Linked DNA regions of Mus musculus: all the other regions are linked to region 4. A link is a contact called in public HiChIP or PLAC-seq and promoter capture Hi-C data. All regions are on one chromosome and are shown on one strand. The core of a region is the stretch at or near the end of the contact, and the rest is flanking DNA. Distances in the headings are between cores, read along the strand shown. Region 1 overlaps Prdm5 (PR domain containing 5). Region 2 has its middle 21 kb from the start of Prdm5. Region 3 overlaps LOC108169147 (a long non-coding RNA gene). Region 4 holds the start of Mad2l1 (MAD2 mitotic arrest deficient-like 1). Region 5 holds the start of Prdm5 (PR domain containing 5). Region 6 overlaps LOC108169147 (a long non-coding RNA gene). Region 7 overlaps Tnip3 (TNFAIP3 interacting protein 3).

Region 1 (4,006 bases), core at 744-3,243, 740 kb before region 4:
ATTTAAATATTATCATCTGAAATGATATTTTCTGTGTTTAAGGTTTAGATTTCAAAGTAAACTTGCAATTGAATTTAAAATTGCATTCTTGTAAATGAAATTGCGCTTAACTTTTAGCCTTTATTCTCCACTAAGGTTCTAATCATATAAGTAACTTTGCATTACTTGTTCAACCCAAACTTCAAAGTTAAACTGTACTTATCTTTAGGATGTACATGTTAGTAATTAAGATGTGGTAAACTGTCTTTACCATATGAAGTTTCTCTTCTGTGGGATTTGCATATGTGAGTGTGTGTTATTATACAGATTTCACATCCTAGTTTTAATTACTTTTGTGGCCTCTAGTTGTTAGAACAGGGGCCTGAATATCAGGACAAGGGAATCAGAGTCTTGGAGACAGTTGAAAGGGGTATTTGAAGATGCCAGCAGCAAGAAATCCATTAGTTGGGCAGGCGATGAGGCATGTGTAGATGGCTTGAAAGTTATAAGTCAGAAAATGTATTTTTGTTTTGTAGGTTTCCTTTTGCGACAGAATCTCGTGCATCTCAGGCTGGCTTAGAACATATTAAAAGAGACTTATTTCAAAGTTTACATCATGCACTCACGGGACCTAAATGTGTAGAGGTGGTTTGATGAGAATGTCACCCATGGTACCAGATGTTTGAATATTTGGTCCCCAGTTGGTGCTACTGTTTGGGTGGGTTCCTTGCTGGAGGAAGTGTGTCATTTGGTGTGGGCTTTGAAGTTTTAAAAGCTATAGCCATTTCCAGTTCACTCTCTTTGCACCCTGTTTGCTGTTCCAGTGTCTGTGTCTGCCATCTGCTGCCAGCATTTCCTGCCATGGTGAACCCTTTTCCCTCTGGAACTGCAAGCCCCCCTAAACACTTCCTTCTGCAAATTGCTTTGGTCACGGTGTGATAGCACAGCAATAGAATAGTGACTAACATAGAGGTGAGGTCCATGGGCTCGAAGTTCAGATGAAGGCTAATGCTGTAGTCTTGAGGCAGATCTGCTTTTGGAAACCTGAGATTCTACTCTTAAACAAATAGACCAGTTAAGTAAGAGTTCCACTCTTTAAGTAATCTCTTTGATTTAAAGTGAACTTATTGTACAGAATGTCATGTTAGGGTTTGGTTCATTCACTTAATATGGCAACTTAGCTGGCTGACATATAAATTTATCACAGCATGTTGTCTGCAAGCAAAATATACATATATGCATCCCACTGTTACTGACACTGTTGGTGAGGAATGCAGTTAAATGAAAGAAGGATTCCAAAAGGTTTTTGCAACACAGGAGTGGGGAGCAAAACCTAGCAACAGCCTACACTGTAATTCAAGTGGAAAATGTTATTAATACTGTCTTATTTTAGCATGCTGTTTTAATTGCTTATTTTTATGAACCTAAAATGTTTTTATGGCTTATAACATGTTTCTGTAGGGTCTTAATTTTCTAAGCAGTTCATTCTTTTGCCATAACGTTTTCAGAAATTAAATGTGACAAATGAACTCCTTCCCCCCCCCCCGCCCCCCAAAAAAAAACCCATACAATATTTAACAAGTTGCTAATGGCTTTTGATATTTTTTGTTTGGAAACTTTTGTTATAAAACAATGTTTTATACAGGTAGGGCATTTTAAAGCAGATAGGGACTAATTTTACTCAGAAAAGAAAATTTTTGAGAAGCTATTGTAAGGGTCTATGATTGCTGAAGAATGACACCCTGGACTCAAGTAGTGTTCTATTCTGCAGAAGCCCAGCATCCTGGGGTTTCCCATTACCATGATAGACAAGCAAGTCAGCTTAAAGGCCTGGTTTAAAACGTACTAGGAGAATCTGTGGTAGGTGACCTTCATCTTACTCCATCTCTTTATTGGGGCATGAAGGTTGGAAACTGAGGTCTGGAAACTGTTGCTGAGGAAGTCTGGAAAGTGCTGCTGACCCATTGTTCTTGCCTCGGGCCAGGTGTGGGGCAGCTTCTGAGGCCTGGGCTTGCCTGGGCTTGCCCAGTCCTGAATTGCCCATTTGAAGCCTGTCATGGAGTCAGCCTCGCCTTCTCACTAAGTGCATGCCATGCTTCTGCTTTATATATGGTATTTTGGCAGCAGTTTGTTGGCTCCTATGGCCCTTTGATGTCTTCACTATTTTAGTTTCACACAGTAGCATCTCCACTGTTCTTACTCTGCTGCTTACAGAACTTTATGTACTTTTATTCTTGGTGATGTTAGAGTCCCATGATGACTGGTGTATTATCTTTATTTTACTTTGTACCTAATATTAATGCTTTGAATGAGTTACAGTTTGTAAGGTCTAAAGGATACAGCTACCTGTTTCAAGCTTAGCCCTTCTTCCAGAATATTTGCTGTATTTAGTCCTTTCTTTCCCTTCTTTTCCTTTCCTTCTCTCTTTATTATTATTAATTTATTTGTTGACAGTTTTTGGTCCTCTACTCTCATTTATCCCCCTTCTAAACCTGTTCTCCCTTCTCCCTCCAAGTTCCCATTCCACCTTTTTTAAAGTTTGGTCTGTTGCTATATATTGTAATGCTAAATTCTATACTTCAAGGTATTGGCCTAGGAGTATCTTCTATTGTTTACAAGCTTTTGTTGTGCAAACGTTGTTCCCTGATTTAAAACTATTGTTAAATAACATTGACTACAGCCAATTGTTGGAGGGATTAGCAGTAGTGAACCTGAAGGGAGAAGGAAGAACTAGAGAGGGAGAAAGCTGCAATCAGGGGAGCGGAACCATGAGGTCATGTCCAAGAGAAACAGCAAGTATCTGGGGTACACCTCTGGGGTGGTAGCCAGGCCTGCAGTTCCAGGAGTAGATTAGTAATTGTGACCCTTTAGTAATTGTCAAAGCCAAATAAAATAACCATAGTCTGAGTCTCATTTATTTGTGATCTAGTCAGGGACAAACTTGAATAGATTGTAATACATACCTTCATATGTTTACCCAGGGCTGCCTGTGTGGGAATGGGTCTTGGAACTATGCACTAAATAGCTAGCCAGTGGCTATATAACCTACACAATGACTTCTCTCACCTGACAGATCTTACCAACTATTAACTCTCCCAGATAGGCATCAGCCCATGCGCCTCTCTTCTATATATCACTGAATTTTGATGGGCTGTCTTGTGCAAACTCTATGCACTGTAGCTGCTGTGAATTCATGACTTCCACAGTCTTTACATACCCCTAGGGCAGAATTTCATTGCCCATTTCCCATCGGCTATATTCCTTCTGCTCCCTTTTACTGATGTGCCTTGGGAACTGATTTACATATCCCATATAAGGCTGAACATTCTGCAGTCATTTCTTTTTAGCTGTCTTGAACAGCTACAACTCTGCATTAACTGCTGTTCACTGCAAATACAAGTGTATTTGATTGAGCCTGGGATCTTCGTTAGTGTAGGGCATAAACCTAAGTACTTAGAAGGTATCTTGACATGTCCATTTAGTAAACAAAAGAAGTAGTTTCATCTCTAGTGCATGTAATCTCCCCAAATCTGAGTCTTTGACTAGCTTCATAGTACTGGTGTTGAATTACTTCCTGTGGAGCAGGCCACTGATCCAATCAGAAGTCAGTTGGTTATACCCATAACAGTTATGCCACTATAATAGCAATAGGCCCCGTTTGTTTGGGAAGTTGGTATTACAATATACTATGCTTAGAGCCGAGAAAGACCAGTGCTGCCTTCTCCCTAACAGCCACCACAGCAACTGCTGTCACCACGAAGTCTAACCAGCTGCAAGGCAGCTGCCAGTATAATTCCAGCCTTGTTTGCTGAACTGTGTAACCAACATGTATCAGCAGGCTCTTTTGGGAACCCATGAGACTTTCTCTCCAGTAACTCATATGGAGATATCCCACACTTGTCACTGGGATTAATAACACATGGCTTCTGAGATTGTCCTTATGTAGGCATGGATGGTACCCTGTTCAAACTCCACCTTTTCCCTTCCCTCCCCTTTCCTCCCTCTTTTCTTCTTTTGTCTTTTCTTT
Region 2 (4,088 bases), core at 1,324-3,823, 780 kb before region 4:
ATTTGCTTGGCAGAGATTGTAATGGCCTGGGATGAAGGTCTGGGGGAGCTTCGGCTTCAGACCCTGAGAACTCCACTCTTCCCACTGAATGCGGCTATGGTTATTAGTCCTAAAGCCACCGCATGCTCCATCTGAAATACTCTTGACATACCCTGTAATCTTTTTGTGTGACATTAGTTTATTAGCTTCCTGCTGACTTCATCCTATTGGATGAAAGTTTCTGCTGACTTTACCTTATTTCTCCCCTGCAAGTAGTATATAAATAAGACTGTAGTTCTTAATAAGCTTGTTTTCTGTAAAACAGTGCATGTGCAATATCTCCTGAGCCCACCTGTTCTATCTTGTTTATCTCTGATAACCCTAGATGACCCTAAAATTATGTCTACCATATTCCATTTCTTTTCTGATGTGTCCAGTGTTGGTGGTTGTAGTGACATTACAAAATTTTATTTTGAAGTATAATTTATATCCTAAAATTAGCATATATCTTTTTCTCTCCTTTTAATTCTTTTCTTGTTCTAAATAAAGTCTCACTTTCATGTGTACTTTTTGTTCACTACCCAGAGGTTGCTAGTTCAACTGTCTAAGCATTAGGCCCCACAGAACCCAGCTCCACTCTGGGCAGCATTTCTCCAGCATCTTCCATCACATGGAGAGCTCCCCTCAGAGTTGGAGGTGTTTGTTTCAAATCTGAGAGTAAAGAGCTTTTTTGTTTGTTTGTTTGTTTTTGTTTTTACTTTTGCTCAATGTACAATGCCTTCACTTTTTTTTTAGTTCCAAATTCCCTTTTCCCCAATATTTACTATTGTAACTACTGTCCTCAAGTTGTATCTTTGTTTCTGTTCTATGTTTTATTTCTGATACACTTGTGAAACTAGTTTACAATACTCAATAATTTTCAAAAATATTCTCAGAGTAGTAAAATACTGCAAATTTAAAAAGTATACTCCTCCATGGCATTTTAATAATGATTATCAAAATGATGTCCCATGACTCTGGTGATTCTGATAGTCTTCATGTATTTCTTTACATTTCAAGTATTCATGTTTTCAGGAAAAAAGAACAAAAACACAAAAACAACAAGATAAACTTAAGGACTAGCTAGTTCAGATAAGCGTTGTATGTGATTGCTTTTAAAGAGCTGAAAGCCCTGAGTAAAATATATGCCTTTCAGAGTTTGCAGTGAGCCATTCTTCAGACTGTGGTCCTCTAATTGCATATCCAGGCAGGCACCTGGCATCTCTATGATCTCCCACAAAAGTGGCGTTGACTTATTCACCAGCCTTAAGCTCATCTCCTAACCTCTTAGCTCCCTTTGTAAAGCATGGACAATAGCCATTCTTGGAGACACACAATAGTAAAGTAGCTTAGGTTGGTTAAGCATTTCAGTTGAGTCTGGGTATTAATACTTTTATAATTTGGGGTATTATTTAAGGCAATAATGAGAATGGTAATTATTTTCCTTAAAGTCTGTTCACACAGTAACAGAAAGAACTTAACAATGTATATAACTAAGATTTGGGAAGGAGGAAGACTAGCTTGATGCAGGTCTTTGCTTGGTGTCACCAGTTGTTTCCTTTAGAAATCCCATTAGTTTGGTTAGGGGGTGGTTTATTGAAGGCTAGAGAATCTAACATGACAGAAAATACAATATTCCAGAAAATATGACTTCAAATGTGAACTGGATGTGAGAAAACACACCAGTAAATTGAGCAATTATTTGAATCAAAGCCTCTCTCACATGTGGTAATGTCAACAGCAGCAGAAGGCACAGAAGGCCACCACACAGCCACCAGCAGCCTGCAACAGAAAAGAATTTAGGAAGATGCAAAACTGGGGAGCATAAGGAATATTTTGCCAGTCATATAGTAAGTAGAGGGCAATGTGCAAGAAGTAGATGTAGGCTGCTTTAGAGTATGCACATGTGTGTGTGTGCGCGCGCGCACGCGCATGCGTGCGCATTGTTTAGGTTGCAATATGTAAATGGTAATATGCAAGATATAAATACTCTGGTCCTAGATAAAAATATTTCATGTGGAAGCAGAGCCGAAGCCTCCCTGTTACAGGGGGACCTGTGACTCTGGGGTCCAGACAGGGGTAGCCATGATCCGATTCATCCTCATCCAGAACGGAGCAGGCAAGATGCGCCTGACCAAGTGGTACATGCAGTTCGTTGATGATGAGAAGCAGCAGTTAATCGAGGAGGTGCATGCCCTGGTCACTGTCAGGGATGCCAAGTACACATCTACTGACGCTACGCTGGCCTCTACTTCCGCATCTGCGTGGACGTCAATGACAACAATCTGGCCTATCTCGAGACCATCCACAATTTCATAGAAGTTTTAAATGAATCCTTCCACAATGTCTGTGAACTGGACTTGGTGTTCAATTTCTACAAGGTTTATGCCACAGATGTTCCAGGCAGGAGAAATCCATAGATCAGCCAGAAAAAGGTGCTGAAGCAGCTGCTGATGCTGCAGTCCCTGGAGTGAGGTGGGCCTCCGCGGCTCGGCTTACTGGATCAGCCTGCCTGCTCTTCCCCTCCCAGGCTGGAGGCCCACCCCAAAAGGCACCTGCCTTCCTCAGCTGGCTCAGAGGAATGACCCCACAGGGTCTAGGCCGCAGGGGAGGAGGCCAGAACCCACCTCCTCTCGGCCCTACGTGGATGGCAGAGGCCAGCTTGATGTCCCGAGTAAGTGTGCCATTGTCCAGTGATGCTGTGACTTTGTGTGTGTGCAGCCCCCAATAAACCTGTGGTCCTGCCTACCAAAAACAAACAAACAAACAAACAAACAAACAAACAAAAAACTTCATGTGTTTGTTAACTGGTGATGCGATGTTTGGAGTTTTTTGGTGTTTGTTTCTTTCAGAAGTTTTTAGGAAAATGCACATTATCTCTGATTAGAATTTTGGCTTTATCTGTGGTATTCAAATTTCTGGATTCTCAGTGGGTAATGAGGGCAAACAAGGTCTCAGGGTGACAGACTCCCTTTCCTCCTCATGCCCCTTTGTTCTCCTTGTTTTTCTAACCTCAGTAGCAATGACACTTCCCTAAGCATCTCTCTGCTGACCAAGGAAAATATTTCTTACATTTAACATGATTTTGTTTATGTAAGGGTAGGGCTCATGATTTCTGAGGTTTGGGGAATAATAGCCTAAATTGAAGAAGTGATTAAAGCCAAATGGCTTTGAAATAACTTCTAGATGCAAATGCTACCAACTTTTATTTTCATAAATCACTTGATTATGGTGAATCAAAATATATTACGAGAAAAAATGGTGTTCTTTAAATTATGAAAAGTGTCATTTTCCTTAAAATGACACTCTAGACCTGGGGATGGATTGGGCGAGCAGACAACATCGTCTTTAAGGGTAGAAAGTCTCTCTCAAGTATTGACAAAAGGCCTAGTTAATTGATTAAGAAAATAGGTTGTGTCTTGAATTTCTTTTGAGGAACACAAAGTTTGAAATCAGTAGTGAACATGTGTTTTGTGTTGAGTTCATGTCAGTGTGATTCGATCCAGGCCTTATATCCCCAACTGTCCTATTGGTACTGGCACCAGACTGGGAAGAAAAGAGGGAGTCAAGCCGGTCTGAGTTTCCAAAGTAGACTGCAGTAAATAGGACACCAGGTAACCTTGCTTGTGCCCTGCAGTGATACAACGGACATGTCTTAATGTTTATCCCTCCTCATGTCACAAGAGGACTCCTTTTGCACTGAGAAGTTACTGTGGAAGTACACACAGGGCCTGTCAAAAGCAATTTCTTTAAATTAGATTGTCAACATGCAGACCCAGACCCTGAGACCCTGCCAGAAATCGGCGCAATGGCTTCAGGTACTCCCCGACACGGGTGGAAGTTCTGTGCCCTTATGATAGCATGGGTTGTCCTGTAAACTTTTGACCCCAGTTTCATTCTTTTGGACATGAACTGAAATCTCTCATGCGTTTCTTCGAGTTTTGTGAGTTTCTTGACCTCACTTTGTTTGCTTTGTTGTTTTAATCAACAGTGAGTATACACATGGCAGGTCTTCATATTTGCTAAGTGGATTATAGCAAATAAATATAAATAGCAACCTACACCTTTCA
Region 3 (3,945 bases), core at 842-3,341, 970 kb before region 4:
AAGAATGGACCAATTTGCATTCTTCTACATGAAGACTGCCAGTATACCAGCACCATTTGTTAAAGATGCTTTCTTTGTTCCACTGTATGGTTTTGGCTTCTTTGTCAAAGATCAAGTGACCATAGGTATGTGGGTTTATTTCTGGGTCTTAAATTATATTCCATTGATCTAGCTGTCTGTCTCTGTAACAATACCATAGAGTTTATATCACTATTGCTCCCCAACACTACTGTCTGATAAGGCTGGGGCCCTCCACCAATGCCATCTCAGAGATCTGAGAAGGATATATTTGAGTAGGAAGTATAGAGCAAACAGCCTCCAAACCAATTAAGAATGACAGAGGCTTACTTGTTACATGGACAGGCAGCCTGGGCTCCTCTCTGTTGATATTGATGGCTTTGATTGGGGTACATGTTATTAGTCTTTGCCTACCACAAAGGGCATCATTAGGTCTTCAATCATAAGACCCAGAAGATCTAAGAGATTTTCTTGTGGAAGAACTTGGGGAACTGCTCTACTTTGGCAAGGCAGTGTTTACAGTTTAGGCCAGGTCCTGGCAGCGCGTAAGGTATGGGGCACTTTTTTTTCCTGGAGACCTTTTATTGCCTCTCTTTTTGTAGACAAAACCAAATAAAGCAACCCATCTTGAAGGCTTACTGTTGGTTCCATACTCTCAAAAAGGAGATATAGTGATAAGCAGAGACCTTGGGAATGTTTTATGGGTGCTACCATAATTGCTTTACACAATATAGCTTAACAAAAATGCCAAAGAAGTCAACATGTTATACCTCCCTTTAAGCTTAGTAAAGATAGCTGCCAGTCACGGACTGTGTACCACACTGAGCATAGCTTGAGAGTGTATGAGACCTCAGAGCCTGCCTATGTGAGTGTGATATCTTCTGGAGATACTTTCTACCCTATTTTTGACAGAACTCTATATTTTAAACCAAAAAATGTTTTATTAAAACTTTTAATAAAATATATTAAACACAAGGGCTGTAATTTTTATTCAAAAATAACCCACACATTCTGCCCGTTCATCTATCCTCTCTCCATCCTACATTCCTTTAATACCAAATAAGTTTTGATCAGGATTCAGTGAAATTATATAAACATCCCATTCTCCATCAAAAATTGTTACTGGCATGGAGATGAAAATTTTTATTTGTTGATTACATGCTATTTGTTTGTGCTATGGATGAAACCCTGACATGGCACTCCACCACTAAGCTAATTCTTAAGTCATAAACTATAGTTTTATTTTTGTTTACTTTGATGTTGAAAACATTTAATCAGTTCTTGAAGAAGGATTCCCTGTTTTCTGGAAGAAAAAGAAATCCCAAGTTCATAAATTTCACTTCCTTAGGAACGTGACAAAGAGAAGAATAAAAGTAGATTACACTGCATGTGCACAAGGGTGACAGTCCTTTAATCTCAGAAAACATGTCCTATATCCTTTTGTTAAGCTACTAAGGGCAAGGCCCCATGTCAGAGGTGGGAAAAATTACAGAAAAAGTTCAATCAAGTCATTGCAAGCTATCACTATATGTGAGTAATTCTATACTTGATCATGAGCTGTCTATGTCTTCTATAGTGCAAGTAGGAAGACAGCTGATCTGTAATCCTGCTATACGGAATATCCAACAAGGATCACAACTACAAAGACAGTTAATTTACAAAAAGAAAGAAGTAGGGATGCTTTCTTTGGTTGTCCAGCTACTGAAATTGTGGTAACTGAAAGAATAGCATGGTTTCTGCACAAAGAAGAAATGCTTATTCATGATGTATTCTATATTTTAAACCAAAATATATTTCATTAATACTTTTAGTAAAATATATTAAATAGAAATGGTCTGTAATTTTTATTCACAAGTAACCCACACATTCTGCCCTTCCATCTTACAACATCTCTGTCTCTGAAGTTAAAATTCAAGGTGAAAATCTCAAGAGCGGAAAGTCAGCAATGCTTTTCTAGTGAACTAGATGCAGAGCGCCATCTAGGGATACCATTAATTAGTGCTGTATTTCCTACTCAAATGAGCCAAATGGAGATGAAAGACCAGACCGCTCAGTCAGTCGGAGTGCCTGTGTCTGCTCCAGTCTGGCTTCTCTGTTTGTGCTTCTTCTAGACATAGCCACAAGACGTTTGACATGGCACGTGGCGTCAGAACAGTAAGCTGGATAACCTCAAAATGCAGCAAAGAAACCAGGATCCCTCCAAGAACGCAGGAGAACAATAACAGGGTCTACATCTTGGTCACCTGGACATACATGTCAGAAATGAAATACACTTTTAAAGAGTTATTTACATTATTAAGGACACATTGCCTTATATAAAACTCTTGAAAAGTTTCTTCTTGTCCAAAGACAATACTACTTTACAAGTTCTCCGAGGATCCTTGTAGGACTCAGCCAGTAAAGGTGCCTGCCAACAGGCCTGAGGGCATCCTGTGACCCACACAGTGAAAAGAAAGAACTGACCCACATAAATGAATATAAATAAATAAATAAATGCAAGTTTTTAAAGCCTTTAAAGACTATGGGTAAACGCTTTTTCTTCTCCTGCTTCTCAAGCCACAGCGCTTGAGTAGTATGGTAACGAAAACACTAAGACTTACTAACTTACTAACTTAAAACCCCCCACACAATTCCTTTGTTGACTAATTAGTTTCTCCCCCCAAAGCCAGAAGCATCTGAAAATATCAACCATACTTCTTCATGATGCTATTCTTGGGAAGGCATAAATGAAAATCTACTCATCCCAGATAGCAATTCAGGATGTGAGAGAGTGTCTGTCCCAGGTAATTTAGTTGGTCTGACCCTCTTTCTTGGCAGTCCACTGGTCTGAGAGAGTCTTCGAATTCCTTACTGTTAAAGTAACCTCAGAGAATGCGGATCCCAGTAAATCTGCTCAGCTTCAGGGACTTCTTGAAGGCATTATTTTGTTTCCTTCTTAAGTTTTGATTAGCTTCCTTATAATGCAATGTTTTATTTCAGAGGGAACTGGAACATGGCACATACTAGTGAAAAGTAACGTGTAGAACTTTGAGCCCTGATCAGTATCTTTTGGTCTACAGTTCTCTGTCTAGGTACCAACCGCTGTTCTTTGAACAACTGGAAGCATCTCAAGAGTTAAACAACAAAAAGCACCTCCATTAAAAAAGGAAACTACTACCAAGTTTTCCTTGTCTAGTACTTAAATCTTTGTTCTCCAGAATCTCTTCCTTGAAAACAAGGCTTGAAACACAAGATAAAAGCTCAACTTGTGAGTCTATCAGTGAGTGGGCAGGACATGTGGACTCTCAGGAGGGAAAACTCTGGCTCTGAATCCTTGTCCTAGCTTTGCTGTCTGTCCTCTGTCCCGCTGCGTGTGGCTTCTCTATCACATAGGAGATGAAGTGAGAGGTCATGTGATTACTCCCAGAAGTATGGTTTTCTGTTTTGTCTGTTGAGTGTAATTATTTTTCCCAGGAATTTACCTACATTCTGGTGCTAATTAAATAGCTATATCATGAATCCATAAAACAAAGTCTTCTCTTTTGAGTTATATGCTCGCCATACACCACCGGTGCTAGCTAGAAAGATACAGGTGCCCAGCGACATTAACATATGATGTGCAAGAAATTGAGAGCACGGATCACATACAGGCTAAAATGAACATTTTCTCAGGGTTTTATTCAGCTCATGAATAAACAATGTATACCAAATATAAGGTAGTTCAGTCACAGAGCACTTGAAGAACTAGGCAGTTGAGGAGACCTGCTAAAATAGAAGTGGCAGATTAGACACAAAACTCCCCTTTAAGGCAATAATCCATAATGTTTGAGGATTTTTTTTTCTACCAGAAATGATTCTACAGGTCAGCAGTAGCTTGGCTCTGATCAGATAATAAAGTGTAAATAATTAAATGACTCTGGGTAAGCTTTGTAAACAATAGCATTCAAG
Region 4 (3,907 bases), core at 233-2,732:
TGTGCAACCACTCTAGATCTACTATACTATAATTTGATTAAGTCATTAATGGATTTCTTCAGCCTCAAACTTTATGTGCTTCTAGATTTAGAAAAAAAAAATACTTATTTTAATACCAAGGGGGGGGGTCAATTTCTATTCCTCCCTGTTCAAACATTCTTACCCTAAATAATACACAGCAAGAGTCTACAAAATTGTGAGTCAAAGTAAATATGAGAAACTGAGAATTTTTCAAGTATTTTATAGTATTGCTTTTAATAAATGGGGAGAGAGGTAATGTTAAACCACGCAGTCAAAAGGAAATAGGAAAGAAATCAACCATCAAAGATTCCAGATCTTTTAATGTTTCTGAAATAAATTAGATTAAGTCCAACCACCGTTTGGTAAGAAAGAGCTAGTACCTCACTTTTATCTATACCACCATTTCTTTCCTCCTCATATGTCACAGTTTCTTTCTCTGATGTATTGTTTATACAACTTCCCTGGCATCTGTTTAGTTCAGGCTCTAAACCTTCTTCTTTCTTCTCCTTGTTCTTTCTTCTTCTTCTTCAAAGATTTATTTATTATTATTATTATTATTATTATTATTATTATTATTATATATAAGTACACTGTAGCTGTCTTCAGACACACCAGAAGAGGGCGTCAGATCTCATTACAGATGGTTGTGAGCCACCATGTGATTGCTGGAATTTGAACTCAGGACCTTCGGAACAGCAGTCACTCTTACCCACTGAGCCATCTTCTTAAACCTGCATATGATAGTATCTCTAATAGTCAACTGGTTTCAAAATGCAGTCTGAGTACCAGAGTTAGAACCATTTAGCATAGTTGGAAGATGTGCCATCTCCTGGACACAATACTACTGTACAATATTAAAACTGTAGCATGAATCCCATATGTAATCGTACATGCTCTGGTATAGGCCTTAAACGATCAAAAAGAAAGTACATATGACTAAAAACTTAAAAGCAAGCTAATTGCAAAAAAAAAAAAAAAAAAAAAAAAAAAAAGGAAATCAAGTGTCTCTATCATTTAAATCCTTTGTGGACTTATAAAATCTATGTAGTATAGAAAAATAAAGACATTACTAAATGATTATTAGTGTGTGTGTGTGTACACAATTTGCAGGGGTTCGCTTCTCTACTTGGTGACAAGCATCATTAAGCTTCTGTCCCACCTAGTTCCCTTCATCATATTTAACAAAACCAAAAACCAGGTTCTCCCAGACTTGAAACTATCCTCGAAGCTGAGACCATGCTTCAGGGATGCTCAGACCACGGGTTTGACAGGCAGGTAATCTCAGGACCATCTCTGGGCCGCTTCTAGGTCACCTCATCCGAGGTCCTGCACAGTACGGACCTTGTAGGTCACCAGGACCTGGAACAAGACGCCCCAACCACTCTGCGCTTGCTCATTCGGTCAGCCAGCGAGGGCGGAGCCAGGGCCGGATACAAGTCGCTTTGGGCGGGGCTTTAACCCGTGGTGCAACTGGGCATAGGGCGGAAGAGCCGATGTGGAGCGGAATGTTGAAGAGACCCGGCTCTCTAATGTGGGAGGGGCTTAGGGAACAAAACGGAAGCCTGAGGCGGCCTTAGGGAGGGATTCGGAGTTACAAAGCCAGCCGGAAACTGGCGACGTAGGTGGGGCTTAGGGCTCATTACGCCTGCGCACCGAGCAACCGGCGGGCTGCGTAGTTATTTTTGAACCGGGTGGCGGGGAATAGCTTAGAAGCCATTAGGGCGCCGTCTGCGGTGAGGTTGGTAGTGTTCTCCGTTCGATCTAGTGATGGCACAGCAGCTCGCCCGAGAGCAAGGCATCACCCTGCGTGGGAGCGCAGAAATCGTGGCCGAGTTTTTCTGTGAGTGCTGAGCGCAGCCCCCGCCGCCAGAGAGAGCTGAGGCTGAGCCGGGCCTTAGGACGCGCGCTAGGACGGAACCACGGATCCTCCCGGGGGCGGGGAACGCTGCACCACCCAGCGCAGGCCTGGGCCTCCTGGAACCTAACGGGGCTGACCTGGGTCATCATCTTACTCGCTCTCTGAAAGCTGGGGTCTGTGTTGACATCCTCTGACCACATGCTCTGTATTTACACTTAGCAAACCTGCGAAGTTGGACATTGCTGGGTTAAAGGTTTTCCGTGTCTTTTTGTGCCTACTCTGCTTTCTGGGAGACTTAAACGTTATTACACGGTTACGGCTTTATTTCTTTCGTTTTCAGCATTTGGCATCAACAGCATTTTGTATCAGCGTGGCATTTATCCGTCGGAAACCTTTACTAGAGTGCAGAAATATGGACTCACCTTGCTTACAACTACTGACCCCGAGCTCATAAAGTATCTCAATAATGTGGTGGAACAGCTAAAAGGTAATCACGTTTTCAGTGTGTGATCTTACAGGTTTGTGTCCCAAGTAACTTAAAGCAACATGCCTTCTCAAATGTCATTCTCAACTGGGAGGAAGCAAGCAATGGAGGGAATCCCCACCTCTTTTTAAGTAGGCTGAATGTCTTGATGTTAGGAATCTTTAAGCTGCTTTAAGAGTGGGTTTTGTAGGTTAACCAGTTGCAGCAAATTGGAAATTTTACCCGATTAAAAGGATTTCGCCATTCTGTGTTTTGCTTTGTAGCTCCCAATGAAATCATACAAAATACCAATTCTAAAAGCATTGCAACTGCCTTTTTTTCTCTTTGAGTTTTATTGTACGTGAAAGGGTGTTGTAGTTTGTTTTAATTGTAAATTCATTAACAGTGTTTATTGCTTTTTTTGTTAACTTCAGTATTAAAATGGCCTTTTGGTGGCCACCTGAACATGGTTAGCTTGGCATCTGTCTTTAAGGCCGTTTTGTTTTGCTTTGCTTTTGAGACAGGTCTCTTTATGTAGCTCTGGCTGTCCTTGAACATGCTATGTAGACCCGGCTATCGTTGAACTCACAAAGATCAGCCTGGCTCTACTCCCAAGTTCTGGGACTAAAGGCATTTGCCACTGTGTCCAGTTTAAGGCCAGACTTCTAAACATGCCTTGCTATTTGTATCCATAGTAGAGTATTCATCAACACTTGTGCAGGTTGGATATGAATTCACAGGCAAAAACGGCAGGGCTTTTAAGCATAAGATCTGCTTTGAATTCTGGTATCTGTGGATCCTTTTACCCCCTGCAGCTCACTTACTTGCAAGGATGATAGTTTAGAAACACAAGGCTAATTGGTCACTCTGTCCAAAACACAGTTGTGGCTTTCCTGATTCTTAAAAGTACAGTTTCATTAATTTAACTTGTAAGATTTTATATGACATAGCATCTTGACTTTTCATAATTATGTAATTTATTTACTTTATTGAAAAGAATTTACTTTTCAATTAGTCTGCCCATGTATGCATGTATATACATGTGTGTGTGTGTGTGTGTGTGTGTGTGTGTGCAGGCGTGCATGCATGCCCTTCCCATTTAAAACCTGTATTTGCCTCTCCTTTGTACAGTTAGTGTAAAAACTAATCTTTCCCTCACCTACCAGAGTAGTCCGATTTTTTATGCTCTTATAGTGTCTCTGTTGTGACCAGCCACCACAGATGTGACTGGCGGTGGTTAGATGAGTATATGTCATATGCTCTCACTGGGAATTGCAGAGAAAGTACAGGTTCACGGTTCTGATGCTCTGCCTTCTGCCTATTAGTAATATGGAGAATTTAAAACTCAGCTAAATTATTAGTGGAGAATTGTCTTCCTTATGCAAGAAAGGAAGTTCAATTGTGAGAGTTCTGTAAGGCCGAGAGTGGGTCTTTGGAAGAGAGTCTCTGTCATAGGCTAGAGTCTGAGCGCTGCCTTGTGTGTTGCAGAGTGGCTGTACAAGTGCTCAGTTCAGAAACTGGTGGTGGTCATCTCAAATATTGAAAGTGGTGAAGTCCTTGAAAGA
Region 5 (4,163 bases), core at 712-3,211, 760 kb before region 4:
ATAACTGGAGTACTTTCTCTGAAAATGGGGTGCTCTTTTGGGAAGCTCTGTAAATTCAGAAGCGGACACATGCTGGGGGTAGTAGGCCTTGGGGGGGGTAGGTTCTTGTTGGTTGTATTAGTCCATGTTGCCTATTGTCTTGCTGTTTCCAGAACTACCATTATGTGAACTGATTGAATCTACAGGACCTTCTCACCATAACTCACCAAACTGAACCTGTGAGCCAAAACAGATCTGACAGTTGTATCAGTCATGTTTGAGTCAATACAGTTGGGTAAGGTAAGTTCTTTTAAAAGAACTCAGAGCTCAAGTCACTCTTTGGTTTTATAGTGGAAAAGGGGAAATCGGTGTAAGAACATTAGTCCTGCCTTGTTGGTTAATTACAAATACTTTCACGTTCCATCACTTCTGCAGGTTTTGAATTTATAAGTGAACTGTAGGTATAAACAGGACACATATCTGCTCAGTTTTATCTTATAGATCCTTCTGCAGAAAGCAGTGCTTTATCTTTTGTTGAACACAGTTGAATGAATTGACTTGGACAACTGACCACAGTATAACCATCTTAGTGTTTATCCTGATGTGTTATCTAGCTTGGAAAGGAAACACTGGAGACACGCAACAAAGAGAGGCAAGATATATTTGGTTTCATGGGCTGAGAGGTTTCGTGGCTCCATCACTTTCATGTCTCATGGCAACACAGAGGCACGTTGATGTAAAGGTAGAGAAAAGCTGCTCACCTTGGCATCCAGGAATCAGAGAAAGATGAAGAGGGACCTTAATGTCCTTTAAGAGAATGCTCATTTAATGACTTACGTTGTCCTATCAGGCTCTATCTTTTAAGTTCTACCAGCTTCCAATAGTAGCACTGGATAATGAATATGTCTATGGATGAATCCATTGACTAGGCTAGAACATTCCTTATACAATCACTTCCCAAAAGTATTCAACACATGAGTTTTGGCGAGACATTACCAAGGACTACATTACAGTCCTTTTAACAGCTACTCTGCTTTCTACTCTGATTTCTATTTTCTGTGATAAAACATTCTGGCCAAAAGGAACTTGGGGAGGAAAGGACTTTTTGGGGGAGAGGACAGGGCAAGAGGCGTATGTTTCCCATCTTGGTCCATCATTGAAAAATGTCAGGGCCAAGAGCTCAAGGCAGGAACTTGGAAGCAGGAGCCAGAACAAAACACTGCTTGCTCCCTATGGCTTGCTCAGCTTGCCTTTTTAAAAGACAACCTAGGACCATGTGACCCAGGGATGTCACCATCTACAATGTGCTAGACCCTCCCATTCCAATCTTTAATCCAGAAAAATGATCCACAGACTTCCTACAGAGCAATCTGATGGGGACATTTTCTCAATTTAAATTCCAGCTTCCCAGAGGGCTCAAGCTTGTGTCAAGTTAACAAAAAAAACCTAACCAGGATAACTGGTCTATTAAGGACTGGTAACCCAGTCTTGTTGAATGGAATGCAAGGCCCGGGGTCTGACTTGAACAAATCTGGTAAGAGGACTTGGTAGTCACAAGCCTTGGAAAGTAATAATCACTTTCCAGAAGGCTCCTCACCATATTACTTAAATACTTATATCCAATTCTCATCTTGAAATAGAGCAGACTCCTTGGCCTCTCCTTAGTTCAACCCTGGAACACTCATCCAGTAAGACTCAAAGGTTTCCCAGACTTTCTGGGTTGGTCTCGGCTGTGGTTAGCAAAAGGCTGTTTTGGAAATGCCAAGGCCTATTTCATTCTGCATCTGAGGAGATGCGGGAACCTCTGCCGAACGCAGAGATGGTGAGGAGGGTCGATGTGGCTACAGGCTCATCCTCATCTCGGAGCTGGAAGCTCCATGGCCTGGGGTTTGAGGCTTCCAGCCGGCGCCACAAACTTTGGGCCAATCAGCGCGGCCCGGTGGCCTGGGCTCCCCACCGCTCCGGCCGCGCCTGCCCCGGCCGAGGAGGGGCCTGGCCGCGGGGAGCCGAGGAGGGAGGTGGGGATTCTGGGAGCCGAGCTCATTTCCTCCTCCCGGCCGCCCCAGGCCCGCACCCCATCTCCACGTGCGGCGCCTCCGGAGCGCGGCCGAGCCACGGAGGATGCTGGGCATGTACGTACCAGACAGGTTCGCCCTGAAGTCGTCCCGGGTCCAGGACGGGATGGGGCTCTACACGGCCCGCCGCGTGCGCAAGGTGGGTGAGCGGCCCGCTCAGGCCGCGCCACGTCCCAGGGCCTGCGGGGAGAACGGGCCTGTAGGGAGCGGGTGTCTGGTTGTCTTTCGCGGCTGTGGCGAGAGGCTCCCATGGGCTGCAGTCTCCCCCAGCCCAGCGCCGGACGGCTCCTGAATTCTGAACAGTTGGCAGCCTGGTCATACCCCTCACTGCTTGTGCAGATGGGCCCTGGCAGCTTGCAGCCCAGTGCAGGCCCGGGAGCCACAGAAGCAGGCCTTCCCGACATTGCCATCCTGGGGGTGGTATCTGGATCTTCGGCCTATTTTCTTTGAGTTTTTGAATTTTATCCTGGCATTGGATCACCTTCCAGAACGGCACAGGCATGGGATCAAGTTAAGCGCAGGTTTCCCTGTCTGTGAGATGACCCACTATAGATGTTGGTTGTTCATTGGAGAGATGTAGAAGACAGGAAACCAGAGCGCTCCAAATCTTAAGTTATAACTTTAGAACATGGTGGCTTGAGCTATTGTGGGTTAGCAGACTTGAAATAGAGGAGTCAGGGCAGAGACATCTAGAGTAAGCAGATCCAAGGTTCACAGAGCAGGGCCAATGCTTGGTACTTTGTCCATATATATCATTTGACTTTACCCCTCAGTACTCTGGGGAACTGTCTTTTAGTTATCATTTAAGAGGTGAGCATAGGAATGCTGCAGTTAACCTGCCAAGTTAACGAATTAAGCTTCAAACCCATGGTTTCTGAAAGGAAAACATATGCTCTTTCTAGAACATTCTGTTATGGAACAACATGTTTATAAACCTTGCCCCTGACACGTTCCCGGCCTCTCCTCGCTGTTTTGATTTTGCCCTGTTAGCAGATACTTAGAAAAGCAGAGGTTCAGAGGGTAGTGTGTGAATGTAGCTCTGGGCTCACAACATGACCTACAAGAAGTTACCATAGGTCAAGTGGTCAAAACAAAACAAAACAACAACAAAAAACAACTCACATATTAAATGTAGACAAACAAAACACAGGAGTTAATACTTCATTCCATTTAGTGATGAGTTGGATAGATATTGCCACATGACGAAATGTCAAAATCAGCAGTCTTGCAAAGCCAAGTATCACCATCATCAAATGACTCCCATGTCCCATTGACATATGCTTCTGTTTAGGTCTTACAGCATGAAAAACCCCTAAATGGACTTTTCCTGAAGGTTTCTGGTGTAACTATAATTAAGAATAATTTTGTGCTCACGAATAGTAGGACACCAGACAGCTGTCCAAAAGTAAGAATTACTGCACAATCCTCCTTCTGCTTTACTCAGACCATTTTTTGGTAGTTGAGCAGGGCATTCTCTTTGACATTTTCATGTCCTTGTGTTGGGAGTACTCGTTGGTGTGGGCTGAAGCATCTTGAGCCATCCTACTGCAGCATTGGTAGGCATTCATCTTCTGCTGCTGATATCACTTAAACAAACCAACAGATTTTCATCCAGATAACATCTAGCATGATGACCACACACAATGTGGCTTACAGAAACCCAGCCTGTTTTTGACAGAGTTGTTATTCTAAGATATGCAATCACAAGCTCACGGAGAGCTTCCCTGATGCCTGTACGGCAGCTGTTTCCTCCCCTGTACTCCAAGGACAAAGCTGAAGCCTCCCAGGCTTGTGAGAAGAAGCTGAGTGTTCTTACACGCCTTACCTATGTCACCACATCTCATCTCTTAATTATTTCCCAAGTCACCCATGTACATATCTCCTGACTATATTTCAAGAGGTCTGAGATGACAACAGCTGTGATTGGAGCTATGTTAAGGACCTCAATTAAAAACTCCTCATGCTCTTCTAAGCAGATTGTGAGGTTTACCACTTTAGACCATGTGTTGCCAACAACAGATGTCATAGCATACTTTTATAGCAGGTGTGCTTATATAATTCATCTGTTTTACAAAGTGATTGAGATTCAAGTTCTTTGTTGATTTGAAA
Region 6 (4,031 bases), core at 1,116-3,615, 990 kb before region 4:
TACCCCAGGAGCCCGTGTCTCTAGCTGCATATGTATCAGAAGATGGCCTAGTCGGCCATCACAGGGAAGAGAGGCCCCTTGGTATTGCAAACTTATATGCCCCAGTACAGGGGAATGCCAGGGCCAAGAAGTGGAAGTGGGTGGAGGGGAGCAGGGCAGGGGGAGGGTATACGGAACTTTCAGGATAGCATTTGAAATGTAAATAAAGAAAATATCTAATAAAAAAGAATAGGATGGATCCAAGTTCTCATACTATGTCCGTTTTCATGTGGTGTTAAATTGACTTGCTATAGCCATCCCCCACCCTACTGTTAACAGGCTATTCGGCATATTAATATTCAGCCTTTCTGTGTTTATACTGGATGAGAACCACAGAGCCCCCAAGAGTTCGTATTGTTTTCATACAGTGTTGAAATATTTGCCCTTCTGAGCCTGTTTTAGATTACTTATAGAAAAATGCAGATACCTGGCAGGTTAACCCGTGTCGTATATGTGACCAGGGTGCTGAAGGAGGGGGAGAGGGATGAGGCAAATGCTGAAATCTCTTTATCCTCGGGGATCAGGAAGCTGAAAGACAGACATGGGATGAGAGAAAAAAGAAAAACAAAAAACAAAAAAGGAAGGAAGAAGGCCAGAGAAAGCCTGGGTTAGCCATCCATCACCACTTCTAAACTAAGTCCCTTTTAATGGAAGCAACTGCAAGGGCAGAACTCAATGCCCTTGAGGTTTTAGGGCTTCTATATCCAGTGACCTTTCAAAGGAAAAGCAAAGAAGACGTGGAGGCATCCTTGATTCTCAGTGAGAGGCATTGGTTTGCATGGTCCACAGTGGTTTATAAGGAGCCTCACTCAGCACACTGGGATCCTGGAGCCAGGGCTTCATTTAAATTTTTGTAAAGCAGATGTTCCCATGATTTTTGTTCTAACGTTTATTTTTAGTATTTTAAATGGATCATGCATTCAGAAATTTAGTCAGAGCCTAGCAAGGAAACCATAATGATTCATCTTAGTCTGAAGCAGAGATCGTTTCAAAAGGAAATAAGTGTCAATCTTTGTGGATTGCCTGGCATTGAGCTCATGCAGTACAGCAGTCATTGACCCTGTATTATACACTATTATTATTATTATTATTATTATTATTATTATTATTATTATTACAGCAATCCCCTGCCTTCTGGTAGCAATACACTGGTTTCTAGAAACACTTTAGAGGCTCTTTTTTTTTCTGCACCTCCAATGTATTAAAGTATCTTTTTGTAAAACATTGGTGTACTTTAAGAAAATTAAACAATAGGGTGTTTTTCCTCCATGTGAATAGCCTACTCCCCTCCAGATGCAGTGTTTAGCAGCCAAACAGCTGCTCTCTATTAAAATGTCTCTCAAAGCCCCCTTATTTGCTCATAAAGGGAAGAGAAGTGTAAGTACGTTTATGGGGTGACAGGCAGATGTTTGGGTTGGAACAGGACAATGGTGGTGGTAATCAAAAACTAAAATGATCTCTTTTATGGCATTGTAAGCAAGGATTTTGGCCTCTTTGTTTTTAACCCTCTCCTTTCACTGTTAAAATTTTAACTCTCACAGACAGGCAGAGGAGTAAAGGGGCTTCCACATAGACACTCCCTCTACTGCAGAGAAGAGAATCTATTGTTTTAAGTAAAGGAGAAACCTCTTTTTGAAGAGCTGAATAAATACTTTCATGATACACCCAGCATAACAGATCATAATTGTTTTACAAATTGTTCTCATTTATTCGTAATAGAAATTTGTCAGTTTTTCCAGAAATTACATTTCTCCAAGCCAATAATCACCAATCCCAATGGCTTTCTGGACATCAGTTCAATTGTCAACCCTGGGCTTCTGTGTAATGTAGCAAATGAAATTAACCTTTAGTTGGGGGGTGGGGGGAGGGCATTCACAGAGAATGGAGCCATGCCACTGGAGGAGGGCATGCCATGTGTTTTTAGTAGGACTTGATAAACCTCATTGTAGAAACACTTTCTGTGCACGTCATCACTTCTGACGTTCCACTTCTATGGGAAGTCCAAGCAGCTATGAGGGATTTAACTTTGTGCAGATTTTAATAAATTGAGCTTGCTTAAATTTTTGAATACCATGTGGCAATCACTTGTAAAGCTATTGCCATTATCCAGGAAGTATATTGGAAAATATAGTAGGTTAGACCTTTCCTAATAATTAACTCACTATTTACCTAGAAAAGAGTCCCACTGCCTCTTCTATGTATGGAATTTTGTGTCTGGAGACTGGAGACTGCATAGTTTCTCAGCGAAATAATTTTCATGAAACTGTGAACGCTTGGTGCTGGTGTGGAGCTCTGCGCTGGGTCCTGGCAGCCACATACAACACACAGCCTGGGAAAGAGTTATAAACTCTCTCAATATTTCTCTCAATCTCTCTCTCTCTCAATCTCTCTCTCTCTCTCTCAATCTCTCTCTCTCAATCTCTCTCTCTCAATCTCTCTCTCTCCTTTTCTCTTTCCCTCCCTCCCTCTGTCTCTCTCTCTTTGTGCTGAGTCATTCTCTTTTAATGTAAGGTTTCAGAATTGATGTTGAATTGTTTCCTCCAACCTGATAAACACACAGACCCTCTTGGGCCTGGAGTCTACAGCAATAACACTCCCTCTCTGCGGCTTGAATTTGAGACTGTTCAGAGCAGATCAACATGATGAAAGACATTGTATTAGAAAAATTCCAATTTTCAGGGCAAGTGGAAACAGGAAATTTAGAGCTCTTTCCAATTTTCTGACAGGAAGTCAAGCGACTACACTGAAGAAATATTAGGGAGAGTGAAGGAACAGATTTTGGGAATTTGAGTTTGCTTTTGGTTTGGACAGCTTCCTTATTGAAAATGTAGTGCCTGGAGGGAATCAAGTTCTCTTCTCTGGGGGCTTCTTAAAGTCAACTCACTATGAGCCTACGTGGAGACCTGGTAATTAGACTGAGAAATTGACATTTGTAACTTACTTGATTTCCACTGCCATAGATTCTGTGACACTGTATAGCCCCGTGTCCTCTCCCATTAGACATTCATGTAACAACTTAAATCCTACATCAATGCACTTCTAAGCTAACAGAACTGGAAACATTTTTCTCATTTCTATCCAGAAAATATTTCTAAATCAAGGATATTTTTACTGTCAAACTCAGTTATTCTCATAGTTCTTATTTCTAAGATTTCTTTAATCTCTTTATATTTACAGATCTTAAATGATTCTAATCATCACAGAAAATATTAGCATTTTAAAAACAGAATTTATTTTGAGATGCAAATCATTTTTTGATTTGTCTTTTTGCTTCATTTTTTCTGCACTGCAATTGCCATTTTAAAACGCAGCAATAGGCTGAACCCTCATACATAAACCAGGAACCCAAACTATAAGCATCACCAACGAAACACAAAGATGTCCCACACTGAATAGTATCATGATTATTAATTAGCTGGGTGGCATTGAGTGCTATTAATCATAATCAGATGTTAGGCTTGTTTAATGGTCTGCATGGTGTGGAGATTTATGTTGCCCAGAAATTTAAAGTAGCTACACAGAAAGGGCTCGTTGGTATACAGCTCTTCATCATTTCCAATCGCATCCATGTTGTACCTGTTGCTTGGTTAGCTGCTAACAGAAAACTACCTAATGACGACTGGCAAGTGCCCTGCATGTGTGACTTCTCTAAGCAGCTCATGTCTCTGAATCTACAAATAAACCTGACATTGCCACCTTCTTATTCTCATCTTCTACTTTTTAAAGTATTTTTTGTTGTTCTAATAATAAAATTAGAACAGTTTATGTCAGTTATTTCTCTGTGTGCCAATTCTAAGAGGTGCTATATAGAGGATGAAATTATTGTGAAATAGAAACAAGAAGAAAAACAAACACACACCTTGTGTTTAATCCCTCATCTGAGATAATAACTAGCAACTGAATATTTTGGGCATCTTGTTTGTTTGTTTGTTTGTTTGTTTACAGTGAGATCATCAGAGCTGGCATTGCTCTGCCTATCTTGTTTCTGGCAG
Region 7 (4,001 bases), core at 1,482-3,981, 920 kb before region 4:
CATTTCTGTATTTATATCTAAATACTTTTACCAATACAGGAAGATATGAACTGACAAATTTGGAAAACAACTTAAAGGTAGCTTAATTTCTAACTTGCCCTTGGGAATTTCAAGATAAAATCAACATATCACAACCAGGGGCAGTCTCTTTCATGTGGCATTACTGTTGGCAATGCACCTACCCCTGGGCTTCTGAGTGAGTCACTCATAGCTAGATAAAGAACAACTTTGGAACTAATGACTTGAAATCTCCTGATAAATAATATCTTTTTTTATAGGCAAAAATCTTGCCAATAAAGAAAGAAAAATTAGCAAGGCAAGCAACTAAAATAGGTATTTTGGTCCACACATAAGACCTCTTGTCTTTTATCAACAGTTTTTATTCCCCCATAACATTTCCCATTGTTTCAATGGCATCTTTTTCTAGTAATGCAGTAGATGGTCCAGAACTACCCACATTTTTCACTATTCCTAAAATGTCAGTGAATAGATAATATTTAGGAATTACAGAGAATGTCAAGAAACCCATGTACCTCTCAGAGTGTCACAGGCACACAGCAAATGCAGTTTCCTTCACAAACTCACAAGCTCCTATAGCTCTTGGTGTTTCTTTCAGTTACTTGCATAACATAATCTGGAAAACTGCATCAAGAGCTTTATCTCTAGAAAATGGAACACACTTCTGTCACTGGACTCTCTCACCCCACTGCTTCTGTAACTCGACATCGTGTTTCTCCACTACTAATCACCTGCATGAAATCTCTTCTTAGCATCTCTGTCTGCAATAGTTTGCCTTTAATGATGCCCTCTATGAAAAGAACTCATAAACAGCTAGTTGTGTGTACTTTTCAAGTGTTCCCAATTCCCTTAATGATAATGCCATCTTGGGAAAGACTTACTTCATGAGACACTTCTATCACTCTTAAATTTTTAATTAACGTTTATTGTTTTGAGCAAGTATTATGCTGGATCAGGCTGAACCTTCAAATGTAAACAAAGGCTGGTTATGTAGAGCAAGGATCAGTGTAACTTCTGTTCCACTCACTTCCAATGAATTGGTCCTTCTCCTCAGATGTGTCTTCCAACCTGTAACTGTGACATAGGTTTTTATCTATGGGATCCATGAGTACCAAAAGCCTCAGGGCCAGAACAGCATCTATGGAAATGTTCAATGAATAAGACTTCCTCCTCCAACATATGTGGATATAGGAATCTCAGTTGGTAGAAATGATCATGCAGCTCCCAGATAAGAGCATCTCTTTCATCTGACCTCCAATTTGCAATGTTCTCATGGTCCCTGTCCACTATAATTATCCTTGGGACACTGAACCCATAGGACATACAGATATGAATTGATTAAGTAAAAGATACCAAATCGAGCTCTAATTTTTTGGACAAATATATTTTACATGGGCTATTCTCAATCACCACATGTGACACCACCCAAAGGCCATTTTTACGTATAAGGTGAACAAAGTATAGTCAAACCAAAAAACTACACTGTGTTCTTCAGTTATAAAGTGCTATTTATTGAATTACCATGAGTTTTACTAGGTAGATGCAAAAGAGTTTTGACATTTTCCAGTTAAAAAGGAATTGTCTTGGAAGATGCAAGAAAAAAGTAGCTCACTAAAATTCTTCTTTGTAGCTGTGTTTGCCAAGACCGTTGAATAGTTATTTGTAAGCAGAATTGACTTGGACCAGGAACCTGATTGAGTCAGAACCTGAGCACCTTTGCTGTCCTTCCGAGGAGCAATATTTCTTGCCTCTGTGATCCCCCTGTTTGATTCTACTCTGCTTTGCCAGTATGGGTGGAACTCTCATTCAGGTGGAACGGTCATACATTTTCTACATCTTGGAATGAACAACCAACTCTCTCTCTGCCTTTAGGTTTTATTAGCAATGTAATCATACTTCAGCTCTGAGACTTTGAAGTAGGATTTTCCTAGCAAAGCACTTAGAAAAATGCATTTCTCCAGGTTGTCTGGAACCCTAGTACTTTTGTGTGAGAGTATAACTTAAACCCTTCTCCTTTGGGAGCAGACGGTATCTGTTGGGGAGCAGGACACTGGAACTTAGTGAGGTCCCTTTGGACCTGCGCCTTTCCCAGATGTGGCTAGTTGCTGGTCACTTCTACTCTATCTTTTCTTACTGGCTGTCCTACTTTTTCAGTCTTCACCAGAGACACTTCTCGGGCTCTTTCACCATAGCCATCACTCCTTACAAATTTTCTCCCGAGGATATAGAAGTAAATTAAGTTTGTGGGAAGTATAAGGAAAAAGAGAAACTTGATAGTCTTGTGAAATACAAGGTACATGAATAACTCAACCTTATGTTGAAATAGATATGGTTAGCTGCTTCTGTCAACCTTCATTAACAGGAAGAAGGAAAAAATTCATGTCCTATGGCATAGTAAACTTCCCCGGAAAGAATTTTAGATTATAATGTTAATACCAGAAGAGCCAGTGTTTGATGAAGGAGAAGTAAAGGCTTGCATTTAAAACAGTATTTATTCTATTGAATGAAATCAGTGTAACTCAGCCTCAAGGAGAATTTTAAAGGAATAATTCATATTTCTTTACATCTGCCCCTGAATTAAATCATAGCTCATTAATGTTGGTAAGATTACACTTTCTTACCTCCTGTTGGCAGCTCTCCTAGAATAGAAAGGTGGGGCTCACATCACTTAGCTGCACCATGTGCTACTTGTGCCATCTAAAAATAAACAAGAAGATAAAGAAACAGCTGATCTCATTTCCTCTTGCAGTTCTTTCATGGGCCAAAGAGTCAAGAGCCTAGGTGTCTGAGGGGTGAGTTGGGTCAGACTGCTGTGATCTGAAAGAGCTGACTAACCTTCATTCCAAGAGGTTAAATACCAAGCCAGTGGCTTAAAATTTTCCTGGTAGTTTAGGATATGATAAGTGTTGGGGCTTAGTTAGGGCTACTACTGGTGTGATGACACAAAATGATAAAAAACAAATTGGGAAGGAAAGAGTTTATTTGCTTAAAAGTTGTGAATCATAGTTCATTGAGGGAAGCCAAGACAGGAACTCAAACTTGATAGGAACACAGAGGCAGGAGCTAATGCAGAGACCACAGGGGCAGCAGGCCACAAAGAAGGTTACTCATTTGCTTCCCATGCCTTATTCAGCTTGATTTCTTACAGAACCCAGGATCACCAGCCCAGGGGTGGCACCACCTATGACAAGCTAATTAGCCAGATCTTAAGCAAGTGTTTTCCAAATTGAGGCTTCCTCCTGTTAGATGACAATAGCTTGTGTAAAGTTGATATAAAACTAGCCAACACAATAAAGTATCATTTATTCAGCGCAGCTGTCTTGTTCCCTAAAAATCAACAGGTAGGTGGAAACTTAGGAGGAAGCTTCAAGAAAAAATACACACATACACAGCACACACACACACACACACACACACACACACACACACAGTGTGTGTGTGTGTATTCCATTTAGTGTACCTATTGTGCAATGTGGAGCCAATCTTCTCTGGAGCTGCAGCAGGAAAGAAGCTTTGTCCAGCTTTTCCTCCTGAACTTCACTGTATTCCCAAGATGCCCGTGGTTTCCTCCTCAGTTCACTAGAAATTGTTAAATTGGATAGGTAATGATCCTTTCCCAATCTGTTGGTGGTCTTTTTGTCTTACTGACGGTGTCTTTTGCCTTGCAGAAACTTTGGAGTTTCATTAGGTCCCATTTGTCAATTCTTGATCTTACAGTACAAGCCGTTGCTGTTCTGTTCAGGAATTTTTCCCCTGTGCCCATATCTTCAAGGCTTTTCCCCACTTTCTCCTCTATAAGTTTCAGTGTCTCTGGTTTTATGTGAAGTTCCTTGATCCACTTAGATTTGACCTTAGTACAAGGAGATAAGTATGGATCGATTCGCATTCTTCTACACGATAACAACCAGTTGTGCCAGCACCAATTGTTGAAAATGCTGTCTTTCTTCCACTGGATGGTTTTAGCTCCCTTGTCGAAGATCAAG

Evidence for each region. Promoter capture Hi-C pulls out the DNA fragments that hold promoters and counts their contacts. HiChIP or PLAC-seq counts read pairs in DNA pulled down with a chosen protein or histone mark.
Region 1: a contact with region 4 is called in an H3K27ac HiChIP or PLAC-seq map of embryonic stem cells, with 8 read pairs. The contact joins the enhancer-like site here to the promoter of Mad2l1 in region 4. A contact is called at or near these places in 4 of 39 promoter capture datasets (the 3T3-L1 cell line, embryonic stem cells, maxillary cranial neural crest and 1 more), 7 of 115 datasets of contacts at active chromatin or transcription factors (embryonic stem cells, large pre-B cells and stem cell-derived neural progenitor cells) and 1 of 9 other capture datasets (embryonic stem cells).
Region 2: a promoter capture Hi-C map of stem cell-derived epiblast-like cells shows a contact between it and region 4, with 4 times the contacts expected there. The contact joins the enhancer-like site here to the promoter of Mad2l1 in region 4. A contact is called at or near these places in 9 of 39 promoter capture datasets (the 3T3-L1 cell line, the SN4741 cell line, cranial neural crest and 6 more), 2 of 484 Hi-C or Micro-C datasets (bone marrow-derived macrophages and uterus), 10 of 115 datasets of contacts at active chromatin or transcription factors (astrocytes, embryonic stem cells, large pre-B cells and 3 more) and 2 of 9 other capture datasets (embryonic stem cells and macrophages).
Region 3: a contact with region 4 is called in an H3K27ac HiChIP or PLAC-seq map of DN3 thymocytes, with 22 times the contacts expected there. The contact joins the enhancer-like site here to the promoter of Mad2l1 in region 4. A contact is called at or near these places in 5 of 39 promoter capture datasets (the C10 cell line, the HPC-7 cell line, cranial neural crest and 2 more), 3 of 484 Hi-C or Micro-C datasets (B cells, LSK cells and bone marrow-derived macrophages), 17 of 115 datasets of contacts at active chromatin or transcription factors (DN3 thymocytes, astrocytes, bone marrow-derived macrophages and 12 more) and 3 of 9 other capture datasets (adipose tissue, liver and macrophages).
Region 5: an H3K27ac HiChIP or PLAC-seq map of embryonic stem cells shows a contact between it and region 4, with 19 times the contacts expected there. The contact joins the promoter of Prdm5 here to the promoter of Mad2l1 in region 4. A contact is called at or near these places in 16 of 39 promoter capture datasets (the 3T3-L1 cell line, 3T3-L1-derived adipocytes, cranial neural crest and 10 more), 6 of 484 Hi-C or Micro-C datasets (the HL-1 cell line, embryonic stem cells, myocytes and 1 more), 12 of 115 datasets of contacts at active chromatin or transcription factors (the NIH/3T3 cell line, astrocytes, cardiomyocytes and 4 more) and 3 of 9 other capture datasets (adipose tissue, embryonic stem cells and liver).
Region 6: an H3K4me3 HiChIP or PLAC-seq map of embryonic limb bud shows a contact between it and region 4, with 8 times the contacts expected there. The contact joins the enhancer-like site here to the promoter of Mad2l1 in region 4. A contact is called at or near these places in 6 of 39 promoter capture datasets (the C10 cell line, cranial neural crest, hematopoietic stem and progenitor cells and 3 more), 1 of 484 Hi-C or Micro-C datasets (bone marrow-derived macrophages), 14 of 115 datasets of contacts at active chromatin or transcription factors (acute myeloid leukemia, bone marrow-derived macrophages, embryonic forebrain and 8 more) and 3 of 9 other capture datasets (adipose tissue, liver and pancreatic islet).
Region 7: an H3K4me3 HiChIP or PLAC-seq map of bone marrow-derived macrophages shows a contact between it and region 4, with 6 times the contacts expected there. The contact joins the enhancer-like site here to the promoter of Mad2l1 in region 4. A contact is called at or near these places in 5 of 39 promoter capture datasets (cranial neural crest, frontonasal cranial neural crest, liver and 2 more), 2 of 15 datasets of contacts at CTCF or cohesin (CD8 T cells and the NIH/3T3 cell line), 2 of 484 Hi-C or Micro-C datasets (Th1 cells and bone marrow-derived macrophages), 18 of 115 datasets of contacts at active chromatin or transcription factors (T-cell acute lymphoblastic leukemia, bone marrow-derived macrophages, cardiomyocytes and 11 more) and 4 of 9 other capture datasets (adipose tissue, embryonic stem cells, liver and 1 more).

What each region holds. Positions count from the first base shown.
Region 1 is chr6:65,794,843-65,798,848 of GRCm38.p6, forward strand. All of the region lies in intron 2 of Prdm5 (PR domain containing 5), which reads left to right. Among named protein-coding and RNA genes, the nearest start is that of Prdm5, 18 kb to the left of the region's middle. Within about 2 kb of position 1,994, at least 15 of the 459 cell types and tissues checked have an H3K27ac peak or open chromatin away from gene starts, as enhancers often do. A contact at or near this core is called in embryonic stem cells and stem cell-derived epiblast-like cells, where this site is marked.
Region 2 is chr6:65,755,833-65,759,920 of GRCm38.p6, forward strand. No RefSeq gene overlaps it. Among named protein-coding and RNA genes, the nearest start is that of Prdm5, 21 kb to the right of the region's middle. Within about 2 kb of position 2,574, at least 7 of the 459 cell types and tissues checked have an H3K27ac peak or open chromatin away from gene starts, as enhancers often do.
Region 3 is chr6:65,567,915-65,571,859 of GRCm38.p6, forward strand. All of the region lies in intron 2 of LOC108169147 (a long non-coding RNA gene), which reads left to right. Among named protein-coding and RNA genes, the nearest start is that of Tnip3, 21 kb to the right of the region's middle. Within about 2 kb of position 2,092, at least 5 of the 459 cell types and tissues checked have an H3K27ac peak or open chromatin away from gene starts, as enhancers often do. A contact at or near this core is called in DN3 thymocytes, where this site is marked.
Region 4 is chr6:66,533,739-66,537,645 of GRCm38.p6, forward strand. It overlaps Mad2l1 (MAD2 mitotic arrest deficient-like 1), which reads left to right and starts at 1,483. Exons shown (of 6, transcript NM_001355624.1): 1 at 1,483-1,861; 2 at 2,220-2,366; 3 at 3,831-3,907. The coding sequence starts at 1,789.
Region 5 is chr6:65,777,001-65,781,163 of GRCm38.p6, forward strand. Prdm5 (PR domain containing 5) reads left to right here and starts at 1,962. Exons shown (of 15, transcript NM_027547.2): 1 at 1,962-2,193. The coding sequence starts at 2,101.
Region 6 is chr6:65,541,721-65,545,751 of GRCm38.p6, forward strand. The region is part of intron 2 of LOC108169147 (a long non-coding RNA gene); the gene reads left to right. Among named protein-coding and RNA genes, the nearest start is that of Tnip3, 47 kb to the right of the region's middle. Within about 2 kb of position 2,366, at least 8 of the 459 cell types and tissues checked have an H3K27ac peak or open chromatin away from gene starts, as enhancers often do. A contact at or near this core is called in embryonic limb bud and second pharyngeal arch cranial neural crest, where this site is marked.
Region 7 is chr6:65,609,295-65,613,295 of GRCm38.p6, forward strand. All of the region lies in intron 6 of Tnip3 (TNFAIP3 interacting protein 3), which reads left to right. Among named protein-coding and RNA genes, the nearest start is that of Tnip3, 21 kb to the left of the region's middle. Within about 2 kb of position 2,732, at least 46 of the 459 cell types and tissues checked have an H3K27ac peak or open chromatin away from gene starts, as enhancers often do. A contact at or near this core is called in CD8 T cells, Th1 cells, bone marrow-derived macrophages and 2 more, where this site is marked.